2 separate regions of the Sus scrofa genome follow, and region 2 is linked to region 1. A link is a contact called in public Hi-C data. All regions are on one chromosome and are shown on one strand. Each heading gives the region's core, a stretch centred on a gene start, on an enhancer-like site or on the middle of the called end of the contact. The rest is flanking DNA. Distances are from core to core; before and after follow the strand shown. Region 1 overlaps INPP4B (type II inositol 3,4-bisphosphate 4-phosphatase). Region 2 overlaps LOC106504720 (a long non-coding RNA gene).

What was found. A called contact is a pair of places that touch in the nucleus more often than the background predicts.
Region 2: a Hi-C map of skeletal muscle shows a contact between it and region 1, with 4 times the contacts expected there. The contact joins two enhancer-like sites. A contact is called at or near these places in 5 of 47 Hi-C or Micro-C datasets (embryonic fibroblasts, skeletal muscle and subcutaneous adipose tissue).

The regions. Positions count from the first base shown.
Region 1 is chr8:85,426,105-85,433,707 of Sscrofa11.1, reverse strand. The region is part of intron 18 of INPP4B (type II inositol 3,4-bisphosphate 4-phosphatase); the gene reads right to left. Among named protein-coding and RNA genes, the nearest start is that of IL15, 250 kb to the left of the region's middle. Within about 2 kb of position 2,652, at least 17 of the 83 cell types and tissues checked have an H3K27ac peak or open chromatin away from gene starts, as enhancers often do. A contact at or near this core is called in skeletal muscle, where this site is marked.
Region 2 is chr8:86,069,062-86,076,664 of Sscrofa11.1, reverse strand. It overlaps LOC106504720 (a long non-coding RNA gene), which reads left to right. Exons shown (of 4, transcript XR_001298412.2): 2 at 4,036-4,116; 3 at 5,042-5,146; 4 at 6,361-7,434. Among named protein-coding and RNA genes, the nearest start is that of RNF150, 15 kb to the left of the region's middle. Within about 2 kb of position 3,199, at least 14 of the 83 cell types and tissues checked have an H3K27ac peak or open chromatin away from gene starts, as enhancers often do. A contact at or near this core is called in skeletal muscle, where this site is marked.

The sequences.
Region 1 (7,603 bases), core at 1,403-3,902:
CAGAATTGAAACCATCTGTACTTTTTGTATGTCTAGATATTTAACATGTGTCAGTTATATAATTACGGCTTTGGCATGTGGTATAGAAACAAGTTATACTCTATTTCAGTTTATTAGGAAATCAAAGCCCTGATAAACGTCAAATACTATAAATTTCAGACTGTGTGATACTCCATGGCTATATAAAGAAATTAAGAGTAGTATGACAAATACAACTTAATAGAAATGACTGCATGCTGAAAAACTGATTATGAATCAAGATCGGAAATGATATAATCTTCTCAGCACAAACGTAGACGTTTCATCGTTAGTGACGTCAATGGTCAATAATCAGTTAAGACCTTAAAAGAGTTACAGGTAATGATGAAAAGAATCATAATCCCTACTGTACCGTATCCACGGTCACTTACATATTTTATGTTGTGGTGAAACAGATTAGATGCAATAAACCAAATTGGCTAAAAGGATAATCAGTGACCTCAACTTAATAAAAAGATGGGCACTTGTTAATACTCTATGTAAATGCTTCTGTGATGCCATAAGGCAAAATACTTTAGGCGCATTAGGAGTCATCATTTTAAAATATTGCAGAATTAAGTGTTATGATAGGAATAAAAACACTAGAGAAAGAGGAATTCAATGAAGGCCTCTTAAATCTCTAATCATTTAACAAGAGACTCTCTTGCGGGCAGCCTAGGATGAAATATGAATCGTGGTTCATTTGAAACAGGCATTGGGTAACCATCGATTCTCATATCATTAGTAGATGCAAAAGGAAAAACAGAGGTACATCAGACTCGCTTTTCAGAATAAGGGCACATGAACAGATACCAAGAAGGAATATTCAATATTCCTATTGTTTTCATATTTTCATTCTTGTATCCCCAGTTCTCTCCCACTCTCCTACTTATTGTTCTCAATATGAATGTGTAGATTCTCTCTCTCTCTCTCTCTCACACACACACACACACACACACACACACACACAGAAAACAAGTATCTCAATAAACTGACTCATATACAGATCTTAAAAGAAAACAGCCGGCAAACCTATTTGTACTTATGTCTGGAGAGAGGAGTGTCTAACTGAAGAATTCTCCAACATAAAATAAAGCTTTTATCCAGCAGGTGGCGTCGCTTTATCAGGCTGAAGTAGAACTACCAGTCACTTACTCTATTCAGGTAACAATATATACTCTTAAACATCTGCTTCGTTCCCAAACAGCAAGTATTTTTTTTTTTTTTTTAATGTGGGCATCCTGCATCCTACTTTCCTGTGTCACGTGGTTGATAACTTGGCCAAGACAGTGAAATGCTCTTTCTAGTTAGAAAATGGAAAGTTAATTTTTTTCCCCCCTTGGAAATTACTAAGTGACAGCTCAAGTTCAATTTTGCTGATGATTTTTCTTAAAGGCCTTTAAAAGAGGGATCTTCAATGATTTCTTTATTAGCGTAAGGATAATTTCTTTACTCACTTCTAAACCTATCTTCATACTTATTTAACTGTTGGATTCTTAATCAGAAATTTCAATGAGATAAAAAGAGACAGAGTGCCTGATTTCTAGTCCTACTAGAATAAAACTGAAGACCTGGAAAAATAAATACACTGGCATTCTAAACCTAGGAGTGTTGTCAGATATATGCCTGACACTAACAATCTTCTAGTGTCTCCATTGACTATAATTACATATATTTTATGGCTAAAATTTAATGAAAATGACTATATCAGAAAAAATTCATTATGAATGAGAAAATCACAAGTTGGTGAGCAAGGCAGAATGTCTTGAAGATAGGAATATGCTTCCTCTAAGGAAGCACACATGAGAAAGCTAAAAAATACATTTTTCTAGAAAAGAAGAAAACTGAAGTTCAGCAGAGAAAGGAAAACCTCATTGGCAAATGCAAAGCGTGATGGCTTCAGGTTTTGTTCCATGTTACTACGCACTCAGTGTGAATCCCAGGTTCTGAAATAGATACAATGGGGTGTGACAGGCCAAAGAAAGGCTGAAGTCGGTTCATAAACGGCCTTTGTGCACCAACGAGCATTTCATATCACTCTTACAAAGGAGCAGAGAATGCTCTCATTTCCTCTGTAAAAATATCTTTGGGAACAACCACCACAACAAAGCTGCAGCTCTGGATAGTCTTGAGACCCCTGTCACATCCTTTTCACCTTCCTGTCTCTGCATACTTCACAATTTGCATGGGGTTTATTTTGTCCTTATGGCAAAACCATTTTCTGGGAGGAATGAAGGCAGTGGTCATTCTGCATTTTCTGGTCAAAGTAAGAAATCCTGAAATGCACACATCCACTCTTCTGAGGTTTCCTCACATTTCAGCTGAGAATTTGTACACACACACACACACACACTCCTGATACACCCACACACGCAGCATAGCTAAGGGCTCCTCACGACACAGTCCCTGCGCCTACACCTCACCTCTCACAGCAGCTTACCTGCCCAGCAGGCACTTAAGTGCCCACCTCGTGGATCCTATCCCCTGGGCTGCTCTTAGTCAGGGAGGACACTGTGAAGAGAATGTTTTAGTGTCTCTATAAAAACTCGCTGAAACTCCTTAACCCCAAGACCAGCAAGCAGAATCTTTCCTCAGGAAAGCACACAAAGCGTGTGGCTTAGCTGAGCTTTTCCTGAGCTTTGTGAAGGGTCCTGGAAGCCATCCAAGCAGAGCCTGTTTTCCAGCCCTTTACCCGCTTCTGTAATGTATTCCAGTGAATTCACTGAAGGATTCAAAGAACGACTGCCGGGTGCCCCCCTCACCTCCTCCACACACCATCTATTTCCTGTACAGGATGTTCACGTCCTCCGCACTCAATGGCTCTTATGTTGCTCAGGAGAAAAATAAAAGAGCCAAATACCAACCAACTGTAGCAGGGCGGAAGGCTTCTTTCCAATTTCTGAGCCATTTTCTTCTCAGGTGCTTGGTCTCCTTTGCTCATTTAAAATAATTAACTTCACGGACGCTCGTAGACATTGTTAGTTTTGTTATCACAACTTTTCAGACACAGAAAAAATAAGAAGATGAAAAAGCTCCATGCTTGCCTGCCCATTCAACTTTATGCAAAAAGATAAGAGAAGAAATGAGACCAGCTCTTAGGATTCACCCAAGTGAAGAAGATGATGAACGGTGAAGCTAAGCAATGAGAATGGCCTTTAAGGAGGGTGATAAAATTTCCAAGGTTGTGAGAGGTAGAGAGATCAATCCCACAGCTGACAGGGTTTTGATCTGATGCCTACACCGCAAGGCACACAGAACTGGCAGTGGGTTCAAGGTTGGGGGCTGGGAGTGGGTATATCGTATCCCCGCCCACAGAGTCCTTGTTGGTTTTAAAGAGCCTATGTATTATCAACCTGCAGGTGGCTGCCTATGTGTCCTCTGTTTTTTGGGTACCATTTTACCATATGAACATTCGCACTTGGAGGGGTCAACTAATGATAAGGCTTCCTCTCCAGACATCTTCTAGCTTGACCCCTTTGTATATTACCAGCAACTCTGGTCATAGACCTTAGATACCTGGTCAAAGGAGGTCAATCTCCAAATATCAGCCATATTCCAGGGATACAGGACACAGAAATGAGGTTAATGCAGACAATGAATGTGTAATCAGGGAAAGTAAAGCAACCGCTGAGGCTGGCCTGCCTGGAATGACTCTGGTGGCCACTCAGAAGGTCCTCCTCAAGTCTTCCTAACTCCTTGCCCATCCTTATGATCTATCTCCTGGCTCTGGTCCAGGAATAAAAAAAAAAAAAAATCTGTATTTATCTTTCTTAACAAATGCTAACCTGTTTTCTGTCTTTTTATACCAATTTCCTCTTTTTTTCACTGTTGTCATGAGAAATACAGTCATCCTTCCATATCCACGGAGGATTGGTTGTAAATACCAAAATCCAGGGACTTCCAAGCCCCTTCTATAAAATGGCATAGTCCTATCATCCTCCCATACCTGCAGCTTCCATATCTGGAGGTTCAATCAACCACAGACACGGAACCTGCAGACACACAGGGCAACTGTATACTCATTCATTAGACAAAAGAATCTCTTAGATGTGCGGTCGTATGGGTGATGCTCATATAAAAACTCACGGCTCCTATCCTCAAGGAATTTAATGGATAGAAGAGAAAGTAAGAGCTTTAAAGTAATACTTATAATGTAAATGGGTATGATAAATGCTATAATAGAACACATTTAGAGGGGTTAAGAGTTTAGAGACAAGAGAATGCACCTCTGGAGAGAAGGTCCCATTCACTCCCTGTCGTGCCGTTCGCTGAACACCTGAAGGAAGCGCTATGCAGAGGGAGTTCTGGGAAGCCGCGTGGCCTGTTGGGAGTGAACACCATGGAGTGAGCCTCTGTAGGAACAGAGTCTGGGAGAGACGGCTTGATGATTCAAAGTGCCATAAAACAGAAGCCATAAACTAACTGGAGGAGGTCTGGAGGGAAGGGGCAAAGGGGCTGAGATGACTCAAGGCCTTGGAAAAAGTAGGAAGAAAGGGCAAGCAAATGTTGAACTGAAGCCCTGGGAAAAACCACTGGGACAGCAGGTAGGCAGTCACCATAGTAGGCATAGGGAATGGGGTAAGCAGGGATGCGGTGGGACAAGAAAGTGCAGCGTATGGGTGAGCAGAGAGCCGAAAGCTAAGAAGCAAGGACAAGTCTAGAAAAAAGGGGTATCAGGTTGCAAGGTTATGGTAACCATGGGAGAGAGGTCATATAGGAACGCTGTACCTTCCTTTGCCTCTACTTAGGGGAGTAAAAGGATTCGCACAAAGAACAGACGTGCATCTTCAAGTGTTATCACTGTAGTATCCAGTGAACTATGATCCAAGGTAAGTGACTGACCTTGGAAACTTCCAGACATATGAGAAATGAGAAACTGCTCAACTGGAGACAAACTGCTGGGAGAAGAACAAAGGCAACCTTTTCTCACGTCAAGGGAACCTTGTTTGTTTAAGTCTGCCAGTCTGAGAACAGTGTCATAAAACTTTCCAGTCCTGCCCTTAGAAAAATAGCAAAGGAAATGCATCATCTGATATCCTGGTTAAACTTCTCATTTCATAGCACCCAGTTGAAAGCCTTAAGTAAATTCTGCTAAGACATCTCACAGGAACTAAATCCATTAATCAAACAAGCTCTGTATTGGTGGTAGCACAAAAGTTTTGAGTCAGAGGTTATGATGGCCGAGGAAGAATCCAATCTTCACATTCCTCGGGCTTATTTTGCCCCTTAGCCTTAAAAAACCAAAACAAACAAATGAAAACCTCTGTAACTTCAGAACTGTGACCTACAAATGTGCTGCATTTGAGAATAAGTGGGTAGGTCATAGGGCATCAAGCAATCTGAAATCACCAAGACATCTACATCTAAGAGCTCTTAGTTCAATTTTGTCCACTATTTAAGATTGAGAAGAGAGAGGTGGTGGATAATGAGTTGACTGAAGCCTGATTAGAAAACAGGCTTGTAGAGGATGGAAGAGGAGATATAGTTCTATCCTGAAGTGAACTAGGTGAGTGTAGTGGTTTCCTCGTAAAGTTCAAGGCCAGTGGAATACAGTGCACTCTTCCGAAAAATTACTTCTACAAATACAACAAAGCCTCATGTGAGTAGATTCAACTGGTAAGTACTGAGTAGGTAGGTGAGTAACCAAACATAATGTGTAAACAGTACCATTTCTCATTCTATTCAATAATTATATGGCCTTCAAGTTCCCAATTGGGAGACAAGAATCTTTTTTCTGTGCCTGTACTGGTTTTTCTGTGGTATATCAACACATTTATGAGAATGCTAAATAATTTTTCAACTGTAATTATGAATACATGGCAATTCTTAATGTCTGCATAAGGTCTAATTCTGTAGAAAGCTTTTTATGAGATACGATGGGTTTGATTTTCATGAACTTATAATATCACTTGTGTTCTGATAAAACTTAACATTTTGTTAAAAGGGTGATAGAAAAAAATTGTCTGTACAGAGTTAAGGTTTGAGATGCTTTTGCCTGGAAAGGACAGAAGCAGTGCAGCACCGTGGTTGAGAACTGGCTCTTAGCTCAGACCACCAGGGTTGGAATCCAGGCGCTGCCATTGGACTAAGGCAGAAAAGTGCACAGGTAACTTCAACCCTACTTCTTCACCGCTTGAATGTGTAGAATTACTCCTATGAGCATTGTAAGAGTGAAATAATAAAGGTGGTATTTTGGAAACAAATTTTAGCACATGTTAAGCAAGTCTCATTCATTGAGTTTTTTTTCCCGGTGAAATTCTAAACATTCATTTATAGAAATCATGGAATCCAGGAATATTAATACAACAGCCCTTTGATGAAAATGATGCTGGTGCTGGCATAATTGCACTATAAAAAATAAAGCAGACTTGTTACGTATTATAAAACGGCTGAAATAGTTTTCTACTGGAAAATTCCACTTTCTAAGTGGAAGTTCTGAGGATATAATGATTTTCAGGCATATATGCATAAATATGCACATATGTTGAAGAGAGTCAATAATATCAAGAAAACCTAGACATTTCTTATCTGGTAGCAATTGTAGATCAAGGTGACTAGGCCTTTACTTCATCATATTGGCCTTTATTACTTTCCAAGAATTATGTTAGGCTCTAGAGCAAGCAAATCACACATATTTGGCATATTTTCTCACAGAGCCATGTCTAGTAGGGGAGATAACATTTAAAATAGCATTTCCAACAAATCAGAGATACAGAGGCTGTAAAACAGCAACCCACAAAGAGCCCCTTTTGGCCTGCAAATATATTTTATTTGGCCTTCCTCATATTATAATAATTTAAAAAAATCAATTATCAATATTTAAAAAATTGGGATGTTTTACATAAAAAATTCAGATTCACTTGAAAAATCAGAAAAGAATGTAACTTTAGGTCTAGTTTCCCCTATGGGAATGACCAGCTGGAGCTGGAGCTAGAGTAGGGGATCTCTTTTGAAGGGATATAGACTTTCCAGTTTGCCCCAGTGTCTATTCAATTTCCCCTGACTCATCTTACCCTGCATGATGTCTCTGGGGCCTTTGTAGAAGGCATGACTTCATAATTTGCAGAATCCAATGAAAAATAAAAATATGAGACTTTTGTTCATAAAGCAATAAACAGGCTATTCCTTTCATCCTCAGTGGTATCTCTCTCAACCTGTCACGGTGATTTCTATTTATTCTTTCATGTCCTACTTCCTTGGGCACGGGGATGCATGCCTGCATCACTTCAAAGGCACCCAGCCTGACCCTGCTTCTCCAGCACTCACGCCCAGGCTCCTTAGTAAGTAAGGGCGGGAATGGGAGATGGCCCTTGGGCTGGGACAAGGATGGGGAAGCTGGACAAGTACTGGAGAAGCAGGGAGGCAGAACCAGAGATGGACCAAATCTCCAAGTTTCAGGCATAGCCTTCCTTGTGCTATTGGACTTTACTTACAACACAAGGCTAGCATTATTTAAACAGCAGATGGTGACTGTAGAGCATTAAACCCAGAGCACAGGGCCCTGCTGAGTGAGGAATTCTGTGCACCTGCACTGGTCTCATGCTCATAATACCAGCCCTGATCTGAAAGATCAGAGAAGGTGCCC
Region 2 (7,603 bases), core at 1,950-4,449, 640 kb before region 1:
ATAAACCTAGTTTTGTGTTTGAACCTATTTAAGTAATATTATGAAAGTTATTTAAGTCAACACTGGGAGCTAAAGAAATGTTTTCCTTTAAAAGAGATTTGTATTATTATTACACTTTACACTTTGAAATACATTGTTCTGGCCAGGGTGGTAATAATCTAGAGGAATCAGAAAATTGCAAGAATATTAGAGTTAGGAGGAACTTAAGTATCATCTATTCTAACATTTTACCTTAAAATAGAATAGAACAATTCTGGCGTTATGGCAGGGATTTTTTTTGTTTGGTTGGTTTTTTTTTTTTTTTTAAATTCTTCTGTGATTCCTTGTTTGCCAAGTTGCCTGGATTTTATGGGTAAGGAAATGATGTTCTTAATCTTTATAACATTTGTATTTACAAACAATTTGAAATTCCTCCAGGAAGGAAATGTGTTCCTATGATAAAATAAAATTCTTCATGGAAAATGACTTTAGTACACCAGCTTTAAATTTCATTTAGAAATGAAAAGCTGTTCTGATGGATTCCACAGGGAGATATTATTGGCAAATACTGAATTCTTGGAAAAATTCAAGATGTTAAGTCTGCCTTGTGTTCGTTTACAAACCTTTCATTTATGACTAAAGAATATATGTAGTTTAGTAAAAGTGATAAAATTGTAACTTCCTCTAACGATGGGTTTTAAGCAATCTGTTAAACCCTCTCAAGCGATTTGGGAACAGTTGCTATGAATCATTCGACATACATGAAAGTTTGAGCTATGAAGTTTTATTAGGGAATTAGATTATGCCACAAGGATTCTCCAGTGGGTAAGAGAATGCCAGGATGACATTCACATAGGAATTCAGTAATATTGCCTGAGTCCCTGGAGGGTGGATTAAATAAACACCTACTGTGGAATTTTGTCCAGTCATATGAAAAGAAAATGTGAGAATTCCTTTTCAAAGGTATGGGTTTTGAGATGAATGTAGCTAAATACCAGTGCTGGGAAGGACTATTCTAACCTCTTGAAAAATGAGTGTGGACTATCTGAATATTATTTCAGCCTGTGACATGATACTATCACTTTAATATAACACATTGCAGAAAATCTACTTGATAGTTTGTAATAAACTTCATGGGAAAAAAGAATGGATATATTTATATACGTGACCGATTCACTTTGCTGTACACCTGAAATGAACACAACATTATGAGTCAATTATACTCCTAGAAGTTAAATAAATAAATTGGATACCTACAGCCAAAAAAACCCCACCCACACTGTAAATTACAAAGTGCTATCTTTTTATTTCTTTTTTATTATAGTATATGTTATTTATAGATTATGTATTTTATTAATTATGTCACATACTGTTTATATATTATATAATATATATTTATTTGTATTTATCATAATTGTGTTATTTATCTATATTAAAAATGGTGAAGTTCACCCACAGGAAGCCCTGCCCTTGATTTCACTAAAATGGATAATGGGTCTTACTATGAATCATTGAATAAGATCTTCTCAACCCTTTTGTTTACTTTATCCTCATTCTAAGGACCAACTTTTCATGTTATCCTGCCCCAGAAGATGTTTGAGATATACTAACCACCTCTGGGAGATAAAAAGGGAAAATTGGACCTATTTTTTTGTGATTAGGATAAACTTCATTTCGAGGTACACATATGTGTAATATCTTGTGATGAGAAGAATGTTGAATCAGCCTATGAAAGCGATTCTAGGTAGTGTCTTTGCATAACCAAAAGCTTGTCCTCAGGAGTCATTTACAACTTCTTAATTACACACTTTGCTTGCAGTACACATAATTATGTGCTTCTTTCCCTGCCTCAAGCGAGAAAGGTTTTTAATTCTTACAAGTGCTGGAGGTTTACAGTCATTAAAGATGTCAGAGTCCTTTTTGGAGAAGTTGGTAGAAAGGGGAAGTTAATACATTGCAATGGGCTGAGTTATAGCCCCCTCAAATTCAGATATTGGAGTTCTAACCCCCAGTACCTAGGAAGGTGACTATTTGGAAAAAGGCTCTTTAAAGAGGTAGGTAACATTTAGAATGGATGGGCAATGAGATCCTACCGTACAGCACGGGGAACTGGGTCTAGTCTTGGGATAGGCCAGGACGGGGGATGATATGAGGGAAAGAATGTGTATATTCATATAACTGGGTCACTTGGCTGTGCAGCAGAAATTGGCACAACATTGTAAATTAACTATATTTTGATTTAAAAAAAAGGTACCAAAAAGGGGTAACTAAGTTAAAATGAGGTCTTTAGATTGAGCCCTAAGCCAATTGGACTGGTGTCCTTCTAAGAAGAGGATGTTTGGCCATGGGCATGGAGGGAAGACCACGGGGAGACACAGGGTGAGGACAGCTGTCTATAAGCCAAAGAGAGAGTCCTCAGAAGAAACCAGCCTTGCTGACCCCTTAACTTTGAACTTCTAGCTCCCAGAACTGTGAGAAGATAAACTTCTGTTGTTGAAAGCCATCCAGTCTCTGTTTTGGGAGCTCTGACAAACTAATATATCCAGCAAGGAAATATTGTAAAAAAAAAAAAAAAAAAAAAATCTTCATTGAGCCCTGACCTATTGCAATAGAAGATGGTGGACAGGTGATTGACAGCCTATTAAGACCAGTCTGGAAGATGCAGGGTCTCCCTTACCTATTTTTCAATTGGTTTCCCAACTGGACGGTGGTGTTGCTTACAGCAGAGATGGTGTCTAACGTGTCTTCAACCCACCTGCTCTTTGCACACAGTAGGTGCTCATCCATGCCTTTTGAACAGATCAGGCATGAATGGGGGGAGCAGTGGCACCAAGCACTCACAGTGGCTTCATGCGTGGGGAAGCGTGCAGGCTCTGGAGTGAGGTCGTCCCAGGTTGACACCCAGATCAGCCACTTACTGGTCACCTGGCCCTGGGCAGGTTTCCTCATGTCTCTGTGCCTCTGTTTCCCCAGAAGGAAAACAGAGATCATTATCATACCTATCTCCTCAATGTGCTGTGATGGTTAAATGCAAAAATTGTGACTAAATTATTCAAGCACCGCAAAAGCACTTAGAACGGTTCCAGGCACATAAAAGGCACTTATTCAGTCTTTGGCTATTACATGAGTCATTTCAAGAATGTCCAGCAAGTACATGACAAGGGAAGGTCTGTCCTGACTGTTGACATGGAGCAGGACTCTGTTTCCGGGTGATAGTGCTATCAGCTCTCTGGCCCCACTCCAGCTTCTCCCCGCACAAGTAACCAGATCCTCCCCACTCGGGGAGAGGAAGTGGCTTTTATAAAGCAAAAGAGGAACTTCGCAGCCTGCATATTAAAGAGCCAGGTCACTGTCCTCAGCCGGTCTGTGGAGCTCGGCACTGTTGTGTTAGCAGGGTCGCTAAGGCAGGCGGTTCTTGGCAATCATTGGGCAGTGGACTATGTTTAGGTCTGAAGGCTAAATGTTGGGGGGTGGATAGGGTGGAGGAGTCAGAGAACGCCCATACTCACAAGGAAGCGGAGGCTGACATCTCTGCCTTGCTTGACTTCTCTGCAATCCTGGTGTGAGACTAGAGAGTGGCATAGGCCCACATGCAGCAGAAAACTTAGCAGTGGTACCTAAACTCAGACCCTAGTCTTGAGTGCCAAGGGGACCCAAACGAACCGATCAGTTTAATCTGGGGAGAGCTCGTGTGAGAAGGTGAGTTCTCCATGAGGTTTGATGGATGAGAGGGTATAAGTTGGTAGAGAGCAGGAAAAGAGGGAAACCCTTACCCAGTGAGAATCGAGGTTTCAGACTCACGTTTCCATCTAATTCTCTCAATGAGCCTATATGTGGGTAGAAGTAACAGCCTCTATGCCTGGTACATCGTGGCAGGAAATAGGAACTGCGCGCCTTTTCACAAAAGCAAAGGCTGGGCGATGTCATCCTCATCCAACAGATATTTTACTAGTATCTTCTCCTTCATAAAATTTCCCCTTTTGTCTGTTGCTCCACTAGTAAGAAAACGATGGGATAGATTAGGTTTAACTATAACTCTCTGAGTATGTTTTGTAGATGATTCAAAGAAAGGAATCCACCAAGTCCAGACATTTTGAAGCCTAGAGACCTTGAGAGTGGCAACACCTTATGGGATGTGTAACACTTCAGCTGCACGTAACAGAGTTCTCAACTAAAAATGGCTTAAAAAACAATGTGCTTCATATCTCACGTTACAAGAAGTCCAACGGTAGATAGTTCTGAGGTTGGCAAAGCCAAAGTTTAACTCTGATCTCAAGCTCTCAGATGCTTTCTACCTGTCTGCTGTGCCACCTTCAGGGTGTCATCAATGTCTCCTCTCACAGTCACAGACAGCTGCAGAAACTCCAGGTGTCACATGCAAATGCAAGAACAGCGCCTCCAAAAGGGGTGGGGAGGTTGCTTCCCATAAATCTTTTATTTTGTTTTATTTTTTTGGTCTTTTTGCCTTTTGTAGGGCCGCTCCCATGGCATATGGAGGTTCCCAGGCTAGGGGTCTAATGGGAACTGTAGCCACCGGCCTACACCACAGCCATAGCAACGCGGGATCCAAGCCGCGTCTGCAACCTACACCACAGCTCACGGCAACGCCGGATCCTCAACCCACAGAGCAAGGCCAGGGATCGAACCCACAACTTCATGGTTCCTAGTTGGATTCGTTAACCACTGAGCCATGACAGGAACTCCTCTTTTAATTTTTTTTTAATTTTTAATTTTTAAATTTTTTTTAGGGGAAAAGGGAGAAATTCTTAGTTATTATAGGACATTTTTTCTTTATCATTACATTTCAAAATAGCTATGTTGAGATGATACAAAATATAATTGAAGTGGCAACAAAAATCAAATTATTATGTGGAAGAAAATCTTAGTTTTCTGCAAAGTAGAGAAACTTTAAGAGAATGAAACCTAAGCGTATTGCATTGTGATTTTTTTTTTCTCATACACAATTCATTTGGCTTCACCTCATTCTGTTATCACTTTGTGATTTTTTTGATTTGGCTTTTTTTTTAACTTCTTTAAATAACAAGAAAATTCTTTCCAGCAGCTGTAGCTCTGATTCAGCCTGGGAACCTCCATATGCTGCTGGTATGGCCCTAAAAAGAAAAACAAACAAACAAAAAAACAATGCTGTGAGAAGACCAAGGATCAGGTAAGTCAAAAGTAGTCATGTTCAGAGTCATACAGCTTTTTTTCCCCTCCCGTTTTAAAAAGTTTTGTGGGATAGTTGATTTATAATGTGATAATTTCTGCTGTATGACTCAGTGACTCAGGCATACACATAACCATTCTTTTTCAGATTCTTTTCCCACATAGATTATCACAGAATACTGGGTAGAGTTCTCTGTGCTATACAGCAGAACTCTAGTCATTGCATAGACCACAGTGTGCAAATGCCAATCCCAAACCCCCAGCCCATCCCTCCTCACCGCCTGTCCCCTCTGGTAACCATAAGTTTGTTTTTGAAGTCTGTGAGTCTCTTTATGTTTTGTAAATAAGTTTATTTGTATCATTTTTTTATAATAGATTCCACATATAAGTGATATCATATGTTAGGAATCAAAACAGCTTTTTAAGTCACTGCATTTGCCCTACGGCTCCATCATCTGACTCTTCGCCTTGTGCTTTTCTCTCCTGATGCTCAGAATAGTGCCAACAGCATGATAAACACTCAACAAATACTTGTTAAATAAAAAGATTAACATTTAGAATCTGGAAAAGAATGCATGACATTTCTGTAATTTTTTTTACGGAGAGTTTGAGAAAACAGAAAGCACTATAACATGACAGCCACTAGAGGTCGCTAAAACTCCACGCAAGGAGAATATGTTATTTGGGAACGAACAGGCTGATCCTCTTAAAATCCCCAGCGAAATGGTGATGGCTGTTACGTAACAATTACTGACTTTCCAAAGCTTTTAGGAATTGCAGTTATACATAGCTCAAGCTTAGTGTTTTTAGCATTGACATTTGCAAAACATTCTGCTGAGCCAACATAGCCATTTTTTCCCTGTGACATTTATCTATATTTAGAATTACTGTTTCTTTTTTGTAACAGAGATGGTGCGATTATTTCGTTAACAGAAAAGGTTTTTTCCTCAAAGTTGATTTTTTCCCTCATTGTTATATACCCAAGGAAGAGCCATCTGTATTTCCCATGGATATAATTTGAGAGACATTTAGAAGGCAAACCCTCTTTTTCCCTGGGCGATGCTTGCAAGGCAGTCCCAGCAATCTGAAATTGCATCATTAGCTCTTTATTACTTTTTCTTAAATTTGTGTCCCCACATTGTGCTCCAGAACAACATTTCCTAAACTGATTTTTTTTTTTTTTTATATGTACGGTGTGAAATCTTCCATCAAAAGGAGGGCTCCTCAGTCAAGTCAGTTTGGAAATGCTGTAAGCAGTAGCCCCCAAGTGGATCTAAGAAACCACACGGAAGGGAGAGAAGTTCAACAGCAAAGAAACAGTTGGGTTACTTAGTTTACAAACCATTTCCACATCTTTGACTAGAAGTTAGCAAACTTCTGTAAAGGACCAGATAAGGAAATATTTTAGACTTGGTGGGTCATCCTGGGTCTCTGTGGGAATGTCTCAAATCTGTCACTAGGGCACAAAAAAAAAAAAAGAAAGAAAGGCTCTGGACAATACGTAAATGTCTGAGTGGGGCTGTGTCCTGACAATGCTTTGTTTATGAACCCTGACATTTAATTTTATAAAATTTTCATGTCATGAAATATTACTAGCGTATTGATTTTTTTTCTTCCAACCATTTTAAAATGGAAAAACATAGCTATATGTGTTTTACAAGCAGTTTGTTACGTGCACCCAAACAGGCAGTGAACCAGACTTGGTCCACCAGCCAAAGTTTGCCATCCCCCGCTTTAGACTACAAGCCCTCTCTCCTTACCTTTTATATTTTTTGTGTGGATTCTATTAAGATTTAGGGGACAGTGGAGCCTCCAGATGGAAGCTGCCTTGATGGACATTTTGCTTGTTCTCAATTTTTCCTATTATAAAATGCTATAATTCATTGGTTATATTCGTAGATCTCTTTTTAGATATATTGTTTCCTTAAATAAATAACCCAGGACATATATGGGGGCAATCGAGGCACCAATAGGTAATTCAAGAAAAACTGTAACTTTGCTTTTGTTTCTGGACAGAGGTCATTCTTCTCTCTGTTTGCTAATAAGACAGTAGTTACATACCTGGGCGTTAGCCCAGAGAGTGGGAAAGACAAAATTATCCAGACTCCATATTTTTGTTTATCTATTCCAGAGGCTTTGAGTAGGGAAAGGAGGATGTGAGGGCAGAGAGGACTTGACCATAAATTATTCTGGTAAAGCTGTAGCACACTGGGGAAGACGACGTTAATCCTGGAAATAGAGTTTTAATGTTTTGAGCTATACCTGAGAAATTAAAAAAAAAAAAAAAAAGTCCAGTAAAAGAACTTGACCTTCTAGGATGGCACACTAGAAATGTCAGGTCAAAGCAGATCAAAATCAATCTGAAAAGTGAGTATAAAAAAGTAGATCTCTCATATTTGAGGAGAGGGAATCAAAGTGACAGACCCTACAGTTGGGGGTTAGCTGTGATGGTTACAAC